Linked DNA regions of Mus musculus: region 1 is linked to region 2. Evidence: chromatin contacts called from public promoter capture Hi-C data. All regions are on one chromosome and are shown on one strand. Each heading gives the region's core, a stretch centred on a gene start, on an enhancer-like site or on the middle of the called end of the contact. The rest is flanking DNA. Distances are from core to core; before and after follow the strand shown.

Region 1 (4,321 bases), core at 1,508-4,007, 180 kb before region 2:
TAATGAAGGTAAAGAGGTATTATCAGAATTTTATGTGTCTTGGTGTCTTCTAATTTCTAAATTTTTATAGCTTTAGACCTGCTTGTTATCAGCTGTAAATTGATTAGTGACTTAAAATAGGGGCTCCAATGAGTGACAAAAATTGTCCGTGATGCAGAACAGACAAGGAGGGAGAAGTGAGCCCAGATGCAGTAACTTTGCCTCTCCCCTGGAGAAGCCAGTTCTCTAGGCTCCACCCTGTAGGCTGTGTATAATTCTTCTGAAGGAGCTATCCTAACACCTCGGTGGAACTGCCCTCCAGAGAGGTAGCCTTCCTACCGAAAGGTGGCGTTCCTCCTGCAGCCAGTCAGCCTCACCGGAGCCCCACAAACAGTGTGGGTTGAAAAACAGTAATGTTAGCTCTTGCTGCTTCTCACGGTAGACAGGTAGACAGAGCGTTTGGAGGAAGCGGTTCTACTCCTCGCTGTTCACTGCAGCAGCTCCTCAGTGACCGCTCGCTCACCATAGGCAAAGCAACATCGTGGCAGGCGCAGTGGGGCAAATAAAGTAATTAAGCACAAATCCCTGTTCCCCTAGCCAAAAAAAAAAAAAAAAAAAAAAAAAAAAAAAGGCCTAAAACAGTAATAGCTGTCAGAAGCTACTGAGACTCCTGAGAGTGCCATGGTCAAGCAGAGGAGAAAATTCACCAGACCGCGTGCCAGGTCGTGAGGGTAGCTAATTCCCTTCCATTTTCCTAAGGCGCCCGCAGCCGGAGGGTTGCCGCAGTGCATGCTGGATGTTCCAGATGTATGATTTAGAAAACAACTCAGCATATGACTGGGAGTGCGGCTGAGTTTCTCTTCAACACATCCTAATTAAAAAACAAAACAAATCCACCTATATCCCTTTATCGTGGCTGTTTATTGCTCCTGGGGTCAGCCAGTAGGGGGCTCTAGCACACCCATTTACATTGTGGGCCACCAAGGCAGAGGACCTAGATTCAAATTCCTGCCTGACTATGGCAATTTAGGTAGCTAGGCACTTATTTAACATCCCTAGGTGCCCTCCTCCGCCCCTGGCTATAAAATGCAGCTGGCAATAATACATACTACTCCATAGGGTTATTGAAAGATAGAGGAAACACGTGTGAGGTGCCTAGCCTCAGTAAAGCACACCTGTTGTTACTTTGTTACACATCGTGTAAGATCCATTAGGATACACAGGACCCTTCAAGGTAGGAACATAGTTTCAACCCCATAGCCTCTTGACCTTTGTGACTGCTTTGCATTGTGGTCACAGCCCTAGCCAGCACTCAGTGACCACCATTGCCACACGAATCCAGACAAACGCTCCAGGACACTGCCATCTGGAATGAAAGTCCAGGGGTCTGGACCAGAGTAAGACAGGGCCTTGCAAATGTATCCCACAAGATGAAACTTGTCACTGTGATACCTCACAAAAGGGCTATTCATCCCCTTGGGAGTGGAGAGGACTGGCTGGGGGGGCTGGGAGGTGGAATAAAAGTATTTAGATTTGGATCTGGGCTCTGAGAAGAAAATATTTGCCTGATAGAAAGAGGGGTACCATAAAGCCCACTGAGCCGTGTTTATATCACAAGTCCAACACAAATTGAATTTAAAAAACATTTATGGAGGTAAACAGCTAAAGGTGAGCCTGTGAGCAGAGGTTGAGATGCCGGAACAAGGTTCTATTGAACGGCATTTCCCTTCAGAACTGTTCTCAGCCATGCTGCTGTTGCTCAGGAATGTGTACGGAGGATTTGATTGACGAGTGCATTTGCAATTTTCCGTGTGAACATTTCAGAAGGTAAGGCCCGTTGCTAAGTGGAAGCTTGGCCTTTGAGTTCTTCTGTGGCTGGTTGTCCCTGCACGCTGTTGTTTTGAAGCAATCACTTTTTTTTTTAGTTGTTTATGGGAGTATTAATGTAATGTGTATGAGTATGCCCGAGCGTGTGCCTGTGAACTTCTGTTTGTCTGCTTCTTTGAGCCAAACATCCTCCAGCTGTGGCCCTTCCCCCGGCTGCATGCAAAACCCATAAACAAACCCAGAAGCCATGGGAAAAGAGTAAAAAGAGCAGTAGGAAAGCAAGCGTGCTTCTGTGGAAAAGGCCGCCACTGGCTGAATCCTAAAAGGAAACTTGATGGATCCCTTTCTTCTCTTGCCGATATTACAGGACAAAGCCATGCTCGGGGGCAGGGAAGGCTTTCTCTGGGTTGGAAGCAGCCTTAGTCTTGGGCTTAGTGCCCCTTTCAGACTCTGAAACTTTTACATCTCAAAAACAATTTGGAAAAAAGAAATGAAGTGCGTCTCGTTGGTCACGGGGGAAAAAGAAAAATGGCAAACATGTGTCTTACGGGTCACCTTAAATGATAGTTTTCATTCGGGGCACCCGACTCAGCTCACAGTGAGCTCTCTCGGGCTGCAAGTTTTTGTGTCTATTTTTATCCCCCAGTCTACTGGCTTCAGAGTGCCTCACCAAACTCCAGTTCACACTGGGCCCTGAACTGGGGTGGGGTCAGCTGGCTGAAGCTTACTATCCCCCCCCCCCCCGCCCTTTCCCTTTTTGGGAGCAGGAAAGGTGCTGCGGACAAGAATCTGGGCCAGATCATTTAGGGAAGGTGATAGCAGATGGTAGGCAGGCTGGACTCTCGCAACAAGCCAATTGTCATGAACAGAGTGCGCCTTACAGCAGGCAGCTGCCCAGTGCCCGGGAGAAAGAAGCCAGGCAGTCCGGGTGGGGCAGTGTCTGAGGCAGAAGGGGGCAAGGACACTGCAGCCAGGCACAGGCTCTCTATGCCAGCATGAGTGGTAACCAAGGGACTGGGCAGTTGGCACTTCAGCCTGTCAGGATTCATGGGAGGTTATTTCTTAAGTGAAATTCTAAAGAGTTGAAGGATGAATTTGGACCGTGATGGAATGGACCATGACATCATCAGTCGAGAATCCCCATTGGATTTGGAGGGGAATTATAAAAAGGTAAGGGGGGGCGCGCTTTTGTTTATAAACAATTGGACCATTTTTCTAAGAGGGAGGAAGGTTGCCCTTGAGGAAGGATGCCAAATTCCACACACAGTGGTCATTGCCGTTAGACACTGAAGAGAAACTAAATGCACAGAATTTACCACAGTAAGCTTGGAGACCCCAGTTCAGGAGACCCCGATTCTTCCCAGCTTATACTCATTGATACAAGAACAGCAAAACCATCCATGTTAGTGTTCTAAAGTTGAGACAATTCCTATTATGTACTTCATTGCATAGCAGCATTTTATGCAAAGGGATTTCTTTTTAATTATTGACATATTTTAGCTGTTCAGTAGAAACAATTACTGGACAGAGCTAACAGATCTAAGTTTGTTTTTAACAGTGAAAACAAATAAGAAAAAGTTTTACAGAGAAGTTTGGGGAGTCTTAAAAACTTGATACGATATCTGTTAGTACGCTGCTGGCCTTTTCTTTTGAACATCAGTAAATATATTTTGGGAATGTTTTATGTGGTAATTGTCTGGTAATAACAGGCCCAAGTAAAAATAGCTTTAGTTATATGGGTGAGGTCCTGAAATCAAGCTACAAGTATATGCTTGTCTGCCCACAGAGGCCTAAACACACACAGCCCTCCGTCCTTTATGATGTGACAGAAGTCAACTGTAGGTCTCCATTCAGTCAAAGGTGCCATTAGTGCCTTTGACCAGAGTGAGACAGAGGAAGACGTTTCTAGCATGTTCATTCCTCAGATTTGGTCAGCGTTGACGTCTGCATCTTAAACTCTGCACGGGAATACGGAGGCTCCTTAAGGTGCTTACTGTAGATCTTATTATCTCATAATGATTTGTATTCTTCCAGGGGGGTAAAACTTAAATGTGCTGGGCCGTGTTGCCCTGTGTATTTTTCATCCCCGGTGTTCTCCAACCAGGGACTAAGAGCTCAGGGTGGTGACTTTGTGTCCTGAAACCCCAGCTGTCTGCCCTTCCCCCACTGGGTGAAGCTGGTACACAAAAGACCCTTGGGACACTCTGCCATCAGTCAGATTACTTATGCAACCCTGCAGAGCAAGGGTGTCCTTCTCTAGTGTCCTGTGGTCTTCAGTGCCAGAGAACTGCTCACAGTTTTCTTTGTCAACTCTTTTTTTTTTTTCAAATTAAAAAAAAAAAAAAAAAAAAAACACCAAAGAGTCCAGATCAGTTCACACTAAGGAAAAAATGAAAGGCATACCATTACTAATTCCCTAACAGTAAGATCGTGACCACTGTGCTTGTATCCTACCTTAAAACACAGAGGGAACCAGATGCCCGGAGTAAGTGAGCTGAGCTACACTGGCAACCTG
Region 2 (3,922 bases), core at 140-2,639:
ACTTCTGTGCCATTGAGGCCAGCAGGGGGTGTCTGATGATACCCTGAAGCTGGAGCTCCAAGTGGCTGTGAATGCTGGGCCCCAAACCTAGGTCGTCTGCAAGAGTAGTACTGGGCCTCACCTGCTGAGCCATTGCTCTAGCTCCCACCACCCCAGACTAACTAAGGGAGAGCGAGTATTGAACACTAAACCTAACAGTAGGTGTTAGCCACGGCCACGCCATTTTGTAAAGCGTTTCCATTTTGATTGGGTTGTGACAATTCCTCAACGTACAGTAATTTGATTAATAAGTTCCAAAGTGTACTGGCTAGTTTTGTGTCAACTTGACACAGCTGGAGTTATCACAGAGAAAGGAGCTTCAGTTGAGGAAATGCCTCCATGAGATCCAACTATAAGGCATTTTCTCAATTAGTGATCAAGGGGGAAAGGCCCCTTGTGGGTGGGACCATCTCTGGGCTGGTGGTCTTGGGTTCTATAAGAGAGCAGACTGAGCAAGCCAGGTGAGGCAAGCCAGTAAAGAACATCCCTCCATGGCCTCTGCATCAGCTCTTGCTTCCTGACCTGCTTGAGTTCCAGTCCTGACTTCCTTGGTGATGAACAGCAGTATGGAAGTATAAGCCGAATAAACCCTTTCCTCCCCAACTTGCTTCTTGGTCATGATGTTTGTGCAGGAATAGAAACCCTGACTAAGACACAAAGTAACTTATTTCTCTGGAATCTGGCCCTCCCACATTCAACAGTTGATTCAGCAACAGCCTGGCTGCAGGCACATACTACGGGCAACTCGTCAACCAAGTAGCATCAAATCCCCCTGCTTACCCTGAAATCTGTAAGAAGGAACCGCCATTCTGCCACATAGCCCTGAACTCTCCTCAGAAGCCCAGCCTTCCTGCAGTCTATTTGTCTGTCTGTCTGTCTGTGATGTAAATAACTCTCCTAATAAACTTCTTGCCCAAAAGAATAATCTGACTCAGAGCCCCCCTGCACCCCAAATATGAAAATTTTCAGTAGAAACATACAGGCATGGCTGGACCAGTGCTAAGACTCTGATAACGGCAGGACTTAACTGACTAAGATTACATGCTCCAGTTGTGGATCAACATTACAGAGCGGAAAGGAGCATGAACCACAACCCTGTGTGAGCAGATCCAGAGCTGAGAAAACCAAGTGTAAGAAAATAGAAGGGTATCAGAAAAGGAAGGAAAGAATGTCTAAACTATCATTGGCCCTGGACTAGCCTTGTTTGAGTGGCAGGGCTGATAACCTTGGAATTCACCAATCTGAGTGTTGATATCTTTCTCCCCGGCCAAGGATGGCTGGGTGACATAGAGCTTGTGGACTTCTAGGCTTTGGCCTGCCTGGCTGGCTTCCAGAGTAAACTTCAGGAATAATATCTTATTCCAAATAAACAGTCCATAGCTGCCAGTCATGAGTCCTTGGCTCCTGTTTACGATGACTGTGCACTTACTGCACAACAGAACGAGTGTGAGAACAGGAAAAACAGATAAGTCACTTAATCCTCAGGACATGCTATGCAGTTACTTCGAAGATCTGCAAACTGAGGTGATATGAATGTCTCAGGGTCACATAGCTAGTAGGAGGCAACACTGGACTTGAACGCTGGCATTCTGGTTTCAGCCAGCTGCAGGGAGACCAGGAAAAGAGGTTTCAGTCTTCCCAGCTTGAGTTTAGAGGCAAGTAAGGAAAAGTGGGAGCTGTTGACTGAGTCACCTACATGCCTGCCAAATCTCACTGGCCAGTTTCCTCTGCTGGCAACTGTTCTCCTCTGCCTCCCAGGCTTATGTGTAAGTCCTACAAGTCTCCTGTGTCACATGCGCTGATTTGTGTGCGCTATATCACACACCAAACCCATGGTTGCACTTTGCTTTGGATTTCATTGAAGTCTTCACAATCCTGCATGTCACTTGAGAATGGCAGACGCTGTTACAGAAAGTGACAGATGATGAAAGACGGCCCAAGTATGTGATTGATAGTTGGTATTGATTCTAGTGTGCCTGGGAGGCATGTAATGATTTAAACAAATGGACAGCGTGGGGGTGTATTTCTATAAAAGATACAGTTGTACATCTCATAATAGCATTGAGGTCAATTGTGGATAGAATATGCCATTGTGATCTCGTGTAGTTATGACAGAGCTGAAAATTCACACCTGGTAACACCTGTCAGAACATTGTAGTGTTTATATTTCCTACAGATAAGTCTGGCACATACCAATGATGACAAATGACCAAGTTGACAGTATTGGACTTACATCATTATTTTAGAGTATACTCCTGTTCATTCAAAGAGTTCGTTGTAGATACCTTGAGCTGTTCCTTCCAGTGGATTTTCCAGAAGAAGGCCATGTTATCACAGCAATGATATCTCTATGTGTGCCGTTGCGTAATTTAAAAACACTGAGCTGACCAGGCAGGTTCTTGCCATCAACTCTGACCACCTGATTTTGATCCCTGAGACCCACATAAGAGAAGGGGAAAACCAACTCCCATGTTAGAAGAGAACAGAAGGATATAAAGGATTGGAAGGAGCACCTATCTAACTGCTCACAACTATCTGTAATTCTAGTCCCAGGGAGTCCAATGCCTTCTTCTGGACACTGCAGGCACCACATATGTAGTACACAAACATACATGCAGACAAAACATCCATATGCATACAATTTAAAGAATAAGACATATAAAAGTTGTCATGTGCACACCATGACAATCACACGTGCACATACACACAAACACACACAGAGGAGTAGATAAGTTTATTTATACATAAGAGTTCATTTTAAATATATTATAATTAAATTACAAATAAGAGTAAATCAGTAAAATATTATGATTGAACTTAAAAATGGCAGTTGCTACTTTAAAAGGCAAGAAACATTTTTCTTCTTAGAAGATGATTCATCAAGCTGAGTGAGGTGGTCCATGCTTCTAATCCCTACACAGGAATGAAGAGGCACGAAGATCACAACTTTGAGGCCAACTTGGGCTGTAACCTGAGTCTGACAGGAGGAGGAGTTCTAAAGCAGTTCTGAGTCACCCAGGCTTTTTCTACTCCAAATAGGAATGGGAACACCAAGAGTTGTTGTTCTTGTGATAAGCCACTCTCAGACCTGGCTTCCTACACAGGCAAACAGACCATCCCTAGTTCATCTCTGATTTGAACTAGTGCCCCCAACCCAAGCCCCAGAGCACAACAGTTTACTTTGAAAGAGACTGAAGCAGGTAACTGAAGTGACTTTAATACTCTTATAGATTTGGGAGTTGTCTGTGAGGCTGCCAAGGAGTCAAGGGTGCCCACGAGCCACACCTCGTTCCCCCGGGCAACCTGATTACTCTACACCTGGCACAGGTACTCTTGGCACATGTCGTAAGTGAAGCATTCATAAAATTTAAGTTAAACAGTAAGAGACATCAAAGTTGTCCTCTGACACGTCACATGTCCCGCTTCACATGAATTACCTCACTTAGTCCTCTATAGCAGCTGTATATGGAGATGCCAAGATGCCTTGTCTACTGATGAGAAATGGGCACAGAAGGTTTCATCTCATGGATTTAAACCGAATCATGGCCATTGAATAAGGGAACTAGTATTCTAGGCCTGGCATCCTGACTGCAGGCAGATGTTGTTAACTAGCTCTCTTCTTTACGCTGATCCTCTGGAGTTGACAGTTGCTCAGTTAAAATGCCACTCTTTTTTTGTTTTTGTTTTTTGTTTTGTTTTCTGTTTTTTATTTATTTGTTTGTTTGTTGTCTAATATGATGCAGAATTATGTATGTTGGCCTCAGCATTACTATGATAACCCTGATGAGGAGACGTAAATTCTGACGCTCTGAACATCTGTGAGCATCACTTGTTCTTTGTGCTAGTGAGGGGAAAGGAGCTAGCAAGGGAAGGAAAGAGCATG

The links. Capture Hi-C pulls out chosen DNA fragments and counts their contacts.
Region 1: a contact with region 2 is called in a promoter capture Hi-C map of adipose tissue. The contact joins two enhancer-like sites. A contact is called at or near these places in 1 of 115 datasets of contacts at active chromatin or transcription factors (pancreatic cancer cells) and 2 of 9 other capture datasets (adipose tissue and liver).

What each region holds. Positions count from the first base shown.
Region 1 is chr3:68,581,449-68,585,769 of GRCm38.p6, forward strand. The region is part of intron 5 of Iqschfp (Iqcj and Schip1 fusion protein); the gene reads left to right. All of the region lies in intron 2 of Schip1 (schwannomin interacting protein 1), which reads left to right. Among named protein-coding and RNA genes, the nearest start is that of Gm22073, 36 kb to the left of the region's middle. Within about 2 kb of position 2,758, at least 78 of the 459 cell types and tissues checked have an H3K27ac peak or open chromatin away from gene starts, as enhancers often do. A contact at or near this core is called in adipose tissue, where this site is marked.
Region 2 is chr3:68,763,717-68,767,638 of GRCm38.p6, forward strand. No RefSeq gene overlaps it. Among named protein-coding and RNA genes, the nearest start is that of Gm35584, 4.2 kb to the left of the region's middle. Within about 2 kb of position 1,390, at least 64 of the 459 cell types and tissues checked have an H3K27ac peak or open chromatin away from gene starts, as enhancers often do. A contact at or near this core is called in adipose tissue, where this site is marked.